2 separate regions of the Zea mays genome follow, and region 1 is linked to region 2. Evidence: chromatin contacts called from public Hi-C data. All regions are on one chromosome and are shown on one strand. The core of a region is the stretch at or near the end of the contact, and the rest is flanking DNA. Distances in the headings are between cores, read along the strand shown.

Evidence for each region. A called contact is a pair of places that touch in the nucleus more often than the background predicts.
Region 1: a contact with region 2 is called in a Hi-C map of endosperm, with 2.4 times the contacts expected there. The contact joins the promoter of LOC100277170 here to the promoter of LOC100282958 in region 2. A contact is called at or near these places in 2 of 25 Hi-C or Micro-C datasets (ear and endosperm).

What each region holds. Positions count from the first base shown.
Region 1 is chr6:73,602,306-73,609,448 of Zm-B73-REFERENCE-NAM-5.0, forward strand. LOC100277170 reads right to left here and starts at 3,326. Exons shown (of 1, transcript NM_001150816.2): 1 at 2,663-3,326. The coding sequence starts at 3,220. The coding sequence ends at 2,924.
Region 2 is chr6:73,281,991-73,289,126 of Zm-B73-REFERENCE-NAM-5.0, forward strand. LOC100282958 reads left to right here and starts at 4,184. Exons shown (of 5, transcript NM_001155863.2): 1 at 4,184-4,385; 2 at 4,477-4,677. The coding sequence starts at 4,242. LOC100273436 (putative cytochrome P450 superfamily protein) reads right to left here and starts at 3,909. Exons shown (of 6, transcript NM_001147873.1): 1 at 3,528-3,909; 2 at 2,976-3,191; 3 at 2,411-2,692; 4 at 874-1,212; 5 at 1-96. The coding sequence starts at 3,872.

The sequences.
Region 1 (7,143 bases), core at 2,076-4,575, 320 kb after region 2:
ATTTTGGCCAAGATAAACTTAAAAGGTTGTACTACATACTTTCACTAAGGATTAACAAGAGTAAAATAGAAGTTTTGGATCAAGGATTTTGAGCTTTAGTACCAACACCAACCTTCTTTTTGGACCCCCCTTGATAGTATGACAATTCCTATACTTAAGTTAAATAAAATATAATTAAGTAAACTCCTTGAGTCATTGGTGTCTCATGTGTGATTTCTCCATGGCGTTGCTTCATAAGGATCATAAACATCTTTGTCTCATCTTTTGAAGCAAACACAAATCGAGCCTGTGACTTGAACCATTTCACCATATATGAGCTCAACTCATGGCTTTAAGTCACCTTACTGATGCATCAACACAATATAACTCTTCATAGCTGATTAGATTACCGACTTAGTGCAAGTACTCTATTTTTCACCTTAACAATAGTACCTCGATCCACAAGCCGTCGCTTGGCCTTCACCTTCGTTTAGTTCCTCAAAGACCTTTCCTTGCTATCTTCACCCTATCAAGCCATTCTTGAGTCACATCATATTGAGCATCCATTGAGAGAATCATTTCTTCGATATTGTGAACCTTGCTTGAATGTCATCTAGATATAAATGCTAAGATTAATCAAGCTCTAGTTTGATTGTCATAGAAGCATATATGGACTAATAGTAATATGGTCAAGCCAATTCATGATTCCTCATATCTTATTCACTTTGGCTTGACCAATCCTCTTAATCACTTCAACCTCTATTCTGATCATATTTATGCATAGTGATTTCTCAGGTCTTGTCCATATATTCAAACAATATAGAGACCATATTATATCCATTTGCATTGTCTCATTGGTTATTTAACCTTGTGTTGAACCTTTGTTCACTAATAATTATAAACTATTCTAGTATGTTCATCATACTAAATTTCCTATTCAACACTGTAACACCCAAAATCCTAATTTTGGGATATATATATATATATATATATATATATATATATATATATATATATATATATATATATATATATATATAATCCTAAAATCTAAACAAGAGTATTTTCTCATAAAAGTGATTATATATTAGAAAGTATTTCCTCATAAAACAAAATAAGTAATAAATATTGAAGTTTTGAAACGAACTTTTAATGGATCACACATTCAAAATACTGTCGTAAAATGAATATTATGTGTGTTGCATATTGAAAACATTGCCTAAATAAATAAGTAAAGTAATAAATAAATGAATAAACTTAATACATGTACCTTGCATTCATGTTGGAATATTTTGTGTGTCTCTGTAAATTAGAACTTTGTTTGAATTTAAATCTAATTGGAATTGGAAAATAGGAAATAGGAAAAAAAGAAGAAAAAAAAGAAACCTTACTTGCGTCTTGGCCGATTACCTCTCGGCCCATCTCTAGTGTCATCCCGCACGGCCCACTCGGATCCTCTCCTCTTTCCTGAGTCGCTTACTTGTGGGGCCCACTAGTTAGCCTCGCACCAAGCTCGCCAGTGGGGCTTCCGTTTCACTGGCATGAGGGTCCCAACCTTTCTTCCACCTTGCGCCGTTGAGACCGCGGCGATAAGTCCGCCTGGGAACGTGGTCGCGTGACCCCCACGCCGCCCGGATCGCTTCGGTTAGCGGAGTCCCTGCTGTGGCCTCACGATATCTATAGAAGCCGTGCACCTTTTCCCCCTCCTCTGTCTTGGCCAAAGGAACTGGGAGCCATTGAGAGAGAGAGGACGCACATAGAGAAAAATCGAGGTAGGAGAGACACCGTCGCCGTTGAATCAAACCGTTGCTGCACGATTATCCTCGCAGTGCGGGCTAGGAGGGTAGCTTTAGGGTGCTGTTTGGGTGGGGAACCTCGGCTTGGCGCAAGGATCAGCAGGACCCCCTGGCGTAAGGATGCTGCTATCAAGTGTGTCATGCTCCTTCCTAAGCCTAGGATCCTCTGGTGTTCCGTTTAGGGTGTCGAGTGACGTGAACGACCCACCCCCAGCCATGGCGCCGCCGTGGCTGGCGCGAGCGCCGCCGCCATGTTGGCCGAAGGTGGGTGAAGTAGCACTGGTCGTTGATCCGGGATTGTGTGGTCGTGATCTGATCGGATGGGAGTGGTCCAAAGATTGATTTGGGACCATTGGATCTAGATCGAAGGAACTAGATCAATTCGGGCTTCATAAAATTAGGGTGGTAGATCGTGGATCTGATGGCCCTAGTGGCATACTGGTTTGTCGAGAGATCGAACAGCCTGGGCCGTCCATTTATGATCCGAGGGCTAATATCACATAACGGTTCGGTTCTAATCTAGGCTGTGTGTTTCTGATCGGACGACTTGAACCTGTTAAGAAACCAGTTTGGGCTCCGAAGGCCCCACGTGGCCAATCTAGCCGAAACCCTAACTCTGCACTATATATAGAGGAGGACACCACCATTTGTTGTAACCAGTGAGCTGAATACATGAATGAGAATATCAGTTCCTCCTATATCTTTGTGTCTCTTGTGTTTGTGATTCTACTTCTAGTTAAGAAGCCTTTGAACTACACTTAGTAGTAAAGGGTTTTTAACACGTTATCAGCACGAGTGCCCTTGTAACTTTCAAGAAGGTACGAATCCAAATCACACGGCGCATGCAGGAATATGGCCACATGCTCATCTGATCATGCTAAAGGTGTGTAACAGACATGATTTTTTTTACATTTATTTGTTTCAACACGCAAGGCAGCCACCGCTGCTCGTGTGAAGCTGGTGTGCGGCTGCACGCGGGCACAGCGGCCGCCGCACCGCCATGCAGGCGAGTGCGCTGGCCACGCCGCCGCAAGCAGGCGCGGGCTTCGCCGTAACTGCTTCAGGCAAGAAGTAAGAGCACTCCGGCACGCAAGCACAACTCTGCTGACGCCGCTCCGGCACGCCGGCATACAGCCGTCTTAGCCCCGCTACCCCGCTACGAGGGCATCGCGCCGCCTCTGTTTTGAAGGCGCGCTGACGCACAGACGTGGCCCCGCCCGCCGCAAAACAAGCACAGACTGTCGCCGAGCGCGCGGGTGCGCAGGCCACCGTCGCCGCCGACGCAGGCGAGCACGCAGGCAGCTGCTGCCGCAAGAAGGCGCGGGCTCAGGCCCCGATGCTGCCTCAAAGACGAGTGTGCAGGCCGCGATGCCGCAGCCACGGGCGTGGGCCCCACAGCTGCCGCCGCCAACCCACAGGCGAGCGTGTAGGCGCGCGGATTGCATCCTTCCGTCGTTCCATCGAGCCAGAGAAGAAAGAAGAGGAGGAAAAATGGGTAGAGAAAGATTTGACGGCGGCCAGCAAGAGCAGCCAGCAACAGGAAACCCTAACAAGGTTCCTCACTTCCCCTTGCGTGCGCATTTAGGGCTATATGGGCTAGGCCCTGCAAAAAAAACAACAAAGAGAGGAAAAGAAAAGAAAAAGGAGCGGGCAGCAAAGAGCGCGCGCATGACTAATTGGATGAAATGGGACTGGAAGGCCTAACGGTTTTTTTTAACTTTTATCAGAAAATTATAAAGTCCGCTAAAAAAAGGAAATGATTAGTAGTATCTCTTGAACTATAGGAAAGCTCAAGAATAATCATGAAAATGCTGGAAATGATGAAAACTATTTTCATGCAATAATCGGGACCAGAATTATTCTCTATTTATGTACTTTTATATTACACTATTTATTTAGTAGGTTATATCTTTGCTGTTAAGCATTTGAATTATGAATTTTCATTACTTTTGTTCAATTGTTATGTTTATCCCTAGAGTGCAATAGAAAGTTACATGAAGTAATTTTCCTCATTTTATCTATGTATATTTATTTATATAGCAATACTAAAAAACCTAGAATATTTAGAAATTTACAAGAAGTAAATCCTAAAGCATATTATGGAATAGCATATATTGTATGATGTGTATATTACCGGAAAGCACATTACATACTGTGGAAAGTCCTACATGATGAACTCAATTCGAAAGTACATGGAGCATTTTTAGAATATATGGATAGTTACATCCAAAATATCTGAAATAACAAGAAGTGTTTTCGAAAAATATGAAAATTGCAAATATACACATGTAAGCGTTGATGATGGCATAAACGAATTATGGAATTGAAGGTAATTTTATGGTATTATTACTTTTATGCAATACATTATGAAATTGCTAGTGCTATTAATTTTTCATAGCTATTGAATTTCATGAGAAGCATACCATATACGACTTATATAGGATGGCAAGTGTTTTGTACATATTTCAAACTACGAAAATACGAGCAATTTTAAGTATTTTCTCCACATGACATATGAATGCGCCATCGTTGCTGACTGGTAGTCGCCGACAAGAAGTCGATCGAGGTGTGGCATGTAATTGTTGCTGATTTAAAATCGCCGACTTCTACGTCGATCAATTAATATGCACAAGTCTCATGAAGTAGACATATGATCAGTAATTCTCTTGATCTAGTTGAAAATATTTAACAAGAAGTCTAATACTAGCATATAAACAACAGTAACCATCCATATGAACCATAGAAGGTCATCTTGTTGTTTCTAATATGCACAACCGCTTACCTCATGCATATCCAAATTCAGTCTTATGAATCGCCAAATGAAAGCACACTAACTTGGTTCATACCAAAGTAAGTTTATGGTCAAACATGCAAGTAGTAAGTCATTGACACTAAGAATGCTCTGTCATGAAGAAATACCCCCTTGCCCCTAATCGTATAAAAAACCACATGAAGTGGATTGGAGAAGAAAATACCCCAAACAATAATATTGAAATTAATGTCAATATTTATTTTGAATGATCTCTTATAAATGATCAACATCTCTTGCATCATTTTAGAATTGTGATTGTAAATATTGTATGAATTAGAAAGCCACGAAGAGTAGACCCGCTTTGGCAAATAATTTCCAACTCTTGAAGAGAAGGTCACATTTTTCTCATCATTATATATGAATTTTTACTTAGTATTTATTTGAAATACATTCGATGTTTGTTTCCACTTTGTATGGAATCTTGCATTTACTCGACTATTATGAAGCACGAAAGTAACATAGAAGCGTATGAATCATCTCTTAAATTCTATGAAAGTATACGACTGATATAAAATGTCGAAAGAGATATCGACACAAAAAAGAATTTTTAAGAAGAGTGCATCCAAGCGGGCCACGAAGGTTGCCCTCTATAATGTCATTCCTCGAAGTATTTATTTTACATTATATGCATAGAATGAAAAAATGTTACATTATATCAGCACTTGAAGAAGCATGATCATACGAAACATCGTACATGTAGTACCCTCTCAAGTTTAAAAGAGATCCATAAGAATTCGTTTCATGACGAAACAATTAACATAGTAGCACATTCCCATATGAATTATTAGGGAATATGGATGTTTTTCCAAAATAATAAAGGTTGGTTGAAAAAAAATATTTATGAAATTTTCCCTTTGAACCTCGCTATGCACACTTGAATTGTCAAAGAGCCTAGAAGCTCAGATAATCATGGTCCCTTGCATCATAGAAATCTCAATTATATTCGCAAATAATGAGAAACAATCAACTTGCATGACCATAACAAATTAGCATCCCCTGAATCAAGAAGATTCATGTGTGTACTCTGAGCCATTAGGGAAACTAATAATACGATGTTCTCTTATGAAAAGTACAAAGAATACCCCTTACCTAGAATGCATCTAGGAGATATCCATGGTGGTGTAAAGCCCTTGTTAGGGATCTTAAGCAATTATATGTGCCATATGCTTCATCAAAGTGGTCAAAATAGAGTGTGCCCCTTAGAAAACCACATACCAATGAAGTTGATAACATTGCTCATAAGAATTATGGATATAATGGGTAATCATCACTATGAAGTCTAGCAATGTGAAGAAAGATGCCAAAAGAAATAAGGATACACTTGGAAAATATGGTCGTACTAGAAGAATTACCCTTTTTTCAAGAAAAGGACATGAAGTCCATAATTTCAAAAGAAAAGAAAAGGGGCATATAGTCATAATGCATATGACTAATGCAAATGATCATAAGTACAACTCCCCAACTTCAAATCTATGGTATATGTACTTACCACAATAATTCCCAAGTATCTATTCCACGGCATTAGGGGGAGGAAAAGAATACTTGAAATAAGAATGCCGGGAAATCACCTGAAAAGCCAAAAAGATCCCCGTGCAAGACTCGCACCAATAAGAAAACTAGAAAATCAAGAAGCCGGGAATTCACATAGAATATTCCCATACAATACCAAGAAGTAAATTGGAATGTCAAGAAGACATTGGAATAAAGTATTGAACTGCCATTTTGTTTTGTGATTTGTAGAGCGTGATCAAGTCGCACTATTGTTTAGTGCACTAGAGAGGACTTAAGTACCATGAATGGTATTCCTCATCCTATTCCGAGGCCTCAAAGAAAAGGATAGGAAATCTAGTTACTCTAATTCCAAGTACCCGGGGACGCCTCGAGAAAAATGGATAAGAGAGCTTATCACAGCCTAGTCACGAAACACCCCAACGAAATAATGGGGAACCAGTTGAGAGCTGGTAACTGGAGAGCAGCCTGCTAGCGAGGTGCCTTCAGGATATGAATATACCGGTAAATGAAAAAGAAGAGAAAGCTGAAACAAATTTGAGCTCATCAGCTATTAATAAAGGAGCTTGCTACCGTATTGAGAAATATTAGAGTAAAGCAAGATAAAGTGCATAAAGCACTCCCGTGAATTCCGAAAAGGAATGGTAATACTTGAACAAGAGCAATAGTCATTATGTATCTATCATATAATGCAGACTATCTTGAAAAGATGGCAATCACTGTAGCAAAGATACAATGACCACTAGCAGCTCAAGTTCTTGAAGATCTGTTTTTTCCTAATCATGGGCATTATCTCCTCTTGTAAGTATGTTTATCTCATTGGCAGAAATCAACTTGAAGTTGAATAAAGGGATGGTTAAATAAAGAAAATATCTAGATTTGGGCTTTATATATATTTATAGGCACATAGAAGTGTCTTTGCCCATAACCTAGGAAAGGCAAATAGAATTAAGCATAGTGTAACTTCGAAAAGTTACCACAAGTATTGAAAGAACGATGAAAAGAAGCAACCATACTCGAAGTATGGGCAAACCATAGCTTAGGCAT
Region 2 (7,136 bases), core at 2,934-5,433:
CCTCCCCATTGCATAAATCATGTAGTTGATGCCATCTCCTTTTATCACTTTATAGCCATTAGGTAGTACATCATCGTCTTCTGCCATCTTACCATCCTGTAAAAGTGCCACAGAAAATTTCACGAATGAAATGCCAAATGTGGAAAATGCAAGTCTATGCAAATAACAGGAACATGGTGTTACTGTTACATAGAGATTTATTATATTATTTCCTGCATAATGGCATACATTATAATTGACTAATTTGCTTAAACTTCTTGAAAACATATTCCTGTAATTTTCCTCCGATGCCAATTTAGCCTTGAATAGGAGTGAATAGAAAACCACTATCTATATGCCTGAACCTTGATTTGTGGCTTCCATTGGATTTTAAGTCTAGCCTGCCCCAACTTGCTTGGGACTAAAAGATCTTGTTGTTGTTGTTGTTGTCCTTTGTTACTAATTTGTCCCTTTTTTGTTGATAAAATCATTTCAAAGGAAAATTCAACTTGACAACTGCTAGTAGCAACTTAAGGCTTTTTACAGTATCTAACTTCTATTAATTTTACATGGAAATAGACCATCCCATTTCCTTTCTCTGGTATTTTTAACAAATTCTTGCAGATTTCTGAAGACTAATTTCATGTATGTGTAATAGTTAGTGTATTTTCACCCCAAACCATATAACTAAGATCATTTTCAGTTAGCTAGTTAGGTTCATACTGGTAACAAAGGACTTCAATATTTCATTATGACAGGTATGTTAAGAAAGCATTGTAGATTATTGTAGTCATGTCATGTTTGATATCCCAATTAGGCTAAACCATGATCGACTTTGTTTACATGGACCCTAGACCCTAGTCAAGGAATAGCCTAAAGAGGATTTATTTGTACCACTGGAACAGCTGGATACAGCCGTAGTGTCTCAGAGATCGCAGCGTGGAGGTAGTGCATTTTGTCAATTGCTCTGTCATTCAATCTTGCAGTGAAGTCTTCTCTGTTGTTATCTTCCTCCGCCCACTCAACGGACTCCTTAATTTCGAGGGCAACTTTATCCTGCACTATAGGATTCTTACAAAGCATGTATAAGAACCAGGAGAGTGTGTTCCCAGTTGTGTCTTTCCCAGCAATCAGAAAATTGAGGACTATGTCACGCAGGTAACAATCATTGATCATTTCAGGGTCCTCTTTGCTTGCTATTATGAATCTTGATAGTATGTCCTCTCTGGCTTTCTGCACGCATCATAAAGGTGAAGATAGAGTTCACTTAAGAGACGACGTTGCAGAAGTAAAGCTGTGCAGTATATTTACTCTGGATACTAACAGTAGATTCAAAAGCTGCTTAAACTTTCTGGAGTCTACACGCTCCACAAGGCATGAAAGCTGATAAACATAACACCACCCTTCAGAGCTCAGATATGATTTAGGGCTAGTTTAGGAACCTCAATTTTTCAAGGGATTTCTATTTTCCCATGGAAAAATAAACTAATTTCCCTGGGGAAAATAGAAATCTCTTGGGAAATTGGGGTTCCCAAACTAGCCCTTAGATGTAAATTTAGGTGGTTTGTATATGATGCATGACATATTGATCCTTCAACAGATCTAAAATTGTCCGCCTTGTTTGGATGTGTTGGCACCTTTTTCGGGCGCCAAACACTCAACAAGAACCGGCGGCGGTGCTCTCTGCACAGGCGTGGACGGTCCGCGGCCAGAGGCCAGATGGTCCGCGACCTGGCGCAGGGCTAGGGTTCCCTACCTGACGGCCGGACGGTCCGCGCCCTAGGGCTGGACGGTCCGCGCGTGCGCAGGGGCGGCGAAAGATCGCCGGCGGCGCCTAGATCTTGCTCCCGGGAGGGACCCGTCGGGGAGGAGAGATCCTAGGGGTTGTCTAAGCTCGGCAGGCCGACTTAGACTCCTCTAATCGATGTAGAGTCGAAGAGAAGCGGAGAATTTGGGGATTGGAATACTAAACTAGGGCTAAACTAGAACTAGACTAGAACTACTAATGCATAAGGTAAAAACGAGTAATAGACTTGATTTGATCAATTGTTGGGGGTTCAATCGGCCGTAGCCCTTCATCTATATAAAGGGGAGGTCTGGATCCGCTTCGAACTGATTTCCGAGTCAATCCCACGGTTTTAGGTAACAAATCCCGTGAGAAACTAGGAACCCTAACTGACTCTGCGCACGCGCGGACCGTCCGCGCCACCACCGCGGACAGTCCGGACCGCGGACCGTCCGGCCTCAGGGCTAGACCGTCCGCGTGGCCCTTTTTGGCTTCCAACAGGATGCAAATATCTCATGGCTAGGCACAAAGATCTCTTATTTTAGTGCCAGATCGAGTTTTCTGCATCAGGTTGTTACCAAAAAGCATATACCAACACAGAAGGTGGACAAGCTTATATTGAGGCTAGAGTTTTGCAGCCCTTACATTATCTTGCCCGTTCATTTGCTCTCTCTTTTGGTGTATCAAATTCATCACAAAGTCATCAATGATCTGAATGTTCTTTCTGAGCTTCGCTTCTGATCCAATATTGAAATAACGTTTCAGCTGCCAGAACAGATCGACATAGCGGTGGTAGACAATACAGTTTGCCTCATCAAAGGCGTTGCTGAACTGAACACTGGATTTATCTGATCCAGATAGCGTGTTCAGCTCGAAACCAAATCCCACTTTAAAGATTGAATCCATAGTTGTTTTCATCAAAAGATCCTGAAAAAGGATGCATTAATATGATCCAATTTTTCTATCAAATACAAATATTATGTATTTTCTCGGTTCCAAATCATAAGACGTTTTAGCTTTTTTTAGATACATTGATTTTATTACGTATCTAGACATAGTGTATATCTATGTGCTTAATCTATGTATTTAAAAAAGCCAAAATGTCTTATAATTTAGAACGGAGGGAGTAGCACTTAACTAATATTTACCAATATGACCGTATTTACGAAGTAATGATATATATGCACTTTCATGTTAGTGATGTAGGTACCTGCATGTTTAGAATAGTTCTGTTAGCTGCTGCAGATGATATCTTATCTACCAGTCTTGTAGCATTTGCTCTGAAGACAACGCTGCTGAATTCACGTAGCACTTTGGTTGAGAATTCATGGCTTGCCAGCTTCCTCTGGTGCCTCCAGCTATCCCCATCTATTGCAAAAATTCCATCCCCGAAGAGATCCTTCATTACTCCAATATTGTAGGCTCCCTGTGTATCATTCTCAAATGAGTTCAAAATCATGTCCATAAGCTCATATTGTTGTAGCCTGCCATTTCAGTTGGTTGCATGGTTAAGTACTTAAATGATCTGGCAGAAAAGATGAAAAGGTTGAAGTCACACTTAAAAAAGTAATTTCAAGGGTGATGGTATTCTTGCTGAATCAAGTGTAGTGTTGTTTCAAGTTAATTGCAGATTACTGAAGTTCTGACACCATTTGATGCAGGATTTAGGCATCTGGCACATAATAAATTGAGCTACGTGCTGATATGAGACTGGTGGACATGGAAGGGGGGATAAAAGAGTTTGACGGGTTCGGGAAACCACCTTGCTGTATTTGCTGAAGTTGGTCCTGAGGACATGCTCAACGACAGCGGGGTCGGCTGTGAAGAGCTCGCTGTGTCCAGGGTAGACCAGCCGGCTGGTGCGATGCGCCAGCGCGTACCTGACATGCTCGTCGAACAGCCTGTCGAAGTTCTTGAGCTGCCGGAGCATCGTCCCCGTGAGCGGCGGCCGGCCCGGGTCTCTCCGGGCGAACTCTCCGGCGCAGAAGACAGCGAATGACGCGACGGCGCCCAGGACGTAGAGGGTGAGCACCAGCAGCGCTGCGGCAAGAGCTGACAGCAGGCACAGTCCTGCCGGCGCGGCGAGGGAGGGTAGCTGGGAAGCCATTGGAGAGCTGGAGCTGCTGCGGTGCAGAAGGTTGCCGCGCTGACTCAGAGCAAGATGGCAGCCAGTGAGGCAGTGACGTGTTTTTCTATCGACAGTAATACGTTATGTTTGGGCTCACATGTGCAGTGAGTGACGTTATGACATCCAGTCCACTACGGCACTACCCGCCGGCACAGAGGGCCTCGCACAGTCGCACTCTTTATTATAGCCACGGCCGGCCGGTGGACGACAGCACCACACCACCTCCAACTACCCGAGACCATCGACGAGCATCTTCCTGCATCTGCAATGGCTGCCGCTACCGTGTCCGTCCCCCGCATCAAGCTGGGCTCCCAGGGGCTAGAGGTCTCCGCGCAGGGCCTCGGCTGCATGGGCATGTCCGCCTTCTACGGTCCGCCCAAACCCGAGCCTGACATGATCAAGCTCATCCACCACGCCGTCGCCGCCGGGGTCACCCTCCTTGACACCTCCGACATGTACGGCCCGCACACCAACGAGATCCTGCTAGGCAAGGTCGGTCCGCTCGAATTAGATCTCTGTTTCCTGTGGCCCTTTTCAAGTTTGCACTGAAGATGTTCGATGTAATGCTTCTGAATTCGTGAAGGCGCTTCAAGGCGGTGTAAAGGAGAAGGTCGAGCTGGCCACCAAGTTTGCCGTCTCCTTCGCCGACGGCAAGCGCGAGATCCGCGGTGACCCGGCGTATGTACGGGCAGCCTGCGAGGCCAGCCTCAAGCGGCTCGGCATCGACTGCATCGACCTCTACTACCAGCACCGCATCGACAAGAAGGTGCCCATCGAGGTCACGGTGAGCGCGGTGTACCTTCTCCATTTGATTCCTTTGTTTGGTAGATGTGGCTGTCACCTGCGCGTGGTCGATGTGAACATACAAGTGGAAGCTGGAAATGCCGGCCGGGGTATTCTTGCACGTCAGTGAGTGATGGTGGTTGGTGGAGACAGGTTTGTTGGAGGTTGGTGTCTACAACATACGAGTGGTCTGTGGTTATAATAATAACATACGGGCCCTTGCGTAAATAATTGGCAAAGATGTCATGCTGGCATATAATGCAAGATTTCACTTCTATAATCTCAATCGCCATCCTGAATTTAACCTAGAAACAAAAGAAACCTCCCACCCTGTTTGGCAGAGCTCAAACCCCTAGAACTGGTGGTGATAATAAAACTAATGTGATGCAGACACCCGTCCTTGCAGTAACTTCTTGGACTTTTTTTATGTACCGTTGCATATACCAGCAACTGTATCTAGTGGCAGATCCAGGATTATATCTAAGAAAATGTAGACAAAACTAATAATCTAATTAATGTTTAATACGACACAAGTAACAAGATACAATTCAAATATCTAAGAAATATGTAGATTAAATACTCAATATATATCGCTCATATGAGTTGCGTTAGAAATATCTTTCTTTTGTTTCTTGATAAAAAATCTAACTATCCTATCCCTACAAACATAAAAATAATTTTATCAATTATTCTAGCAAATAATTGACCAAACCAAACTAACTAAAGTCTAAAAATCTAATGTGCTGGTGAACAACAATCTATGTTTAGCAAGTGAACAAATGAAGAATTATATGAGTCACAAAGTAAAGTCTAGACTCTAGACAGCTGACCATGAGAGAAAAAGAAAAGGGCCAGGCGCAGAGCCAATTCCCCTGTCACCTTGCCAGGCTTCAGTAACACGTCTCTTGCAGCATGCCAGCATGCACTGCAGCAACCTGCAGCCTGCACTGCAGGGCAGCGCGCTTGCCTGGCAGCTGGCGCCTAGCGCCCTGCCTGTGCGGGTGAGAACCTGGCTGCTACCTCCTGCCGTGCGTGGTGTTGTGTTTCCGACTACACCGTGACCGGGGCTGCAGCCCAGGCAGCCCCGGGTTCAGATCTGCCCCTGACTCTATCAATCATATCAGATATTGTATCCATCCACGCGTTGACAAATTATCGTTTCTTTTTGGCCTATTTATATTACTGCCAGTTCGCATATGATGTCATGTTTATAATTTCCCTTTCTCTTACAATCCATAATGCACCTTGTAAGCCATGTGTTGAAGTATATAAGTGGATTGCCTATCTTCTCCTTGTAAGTGAAGTAGAATGCAGGAATTGTGTCTTGTATTGATATAGTAGAGGTGCTGTTACATATATAGGGGAAGGCCAGAGGCAAAAGGAAACCTCCTAAACAAGGAAACAATAGGACCCTAATTGATCCTTACCATCCTGGACTCTTCCCCAAATCTCTCTCTATCCTAACCTGCTATACAAGGCTGACCGGCTGCTTATGGAAGCCAGGCATCACGCCTATATACAAGGCAATGAATATTGCTGTCTAACATCCCCCCGCAGTCGATACGTTTGTTGAGCGAACGTTGAGGCTGGACCGAAAATCAGTGAACACCGAAGACGACAGACCTTTAGTGAAGACGTCAGCAAACTGTGAAGTCGTCGGTACATGTAGGACACAAACATTGCCAAGGGCAACATGTTCCCGAACGAAATGAATGTCGATCTCCACATGTTTGGTGCGCTGGTGCTGAACGGGGTTGGAGGACATGTAGACAAAACTGATGTTGTCACAGTATACCAAGGTCTTCTTCGGCATAGGAGCATGCAATTCAGTCAACAGCTGTCGAAGCCAAGTGGCCTCAGCAACGGCATTAGCAATAGCACGGTATTCGGCTTCAGCACTGAAGCGAGAAACCGTATTCTGGCGCTTGGAAGACCAGTAGATCAGGTTGTCGCCGAAGAAGACAACATAGCCAGAGGTGGATCTGCGGGTGTCCGAACAGCCCGCCCAATTGGCATCAGAGTGAACAACCAACTCAGTTTGAGAAGTTGGTCGAAGAAACAGCCCCAGATGCAAAGTGCCTCTGATGTATTGTAGGATGCGCTTGAGGGCAGCCAAGTGTGGTTCTCGTGGATCATGCATGTGGAGACAAACCTGCTGAACAACATAAGCAATGTCTGGACGGGTGAATGTAAGGTACTGAAGAGCTCCTGCAAGACTGCGGTAATTAGTGGGATCTGAAACTGGAGTGCCATTAGAGGGGAGCTTGGGGTTCACCTCGACTGGTGTAGTACATGGCATGCAGTCACTCATATCAGCTCGCTCAAGAATCTCAATCATGTACTGATGCTGGGAAAGATAGATGCCTGAGGTAGAGTGCTGAACATGCATGCCGAGGAAATGGTGAAGTCTGCCAAGATCCTTCGTAGGAAATTATTGCTGGAGGGCACTGATACGTCGTA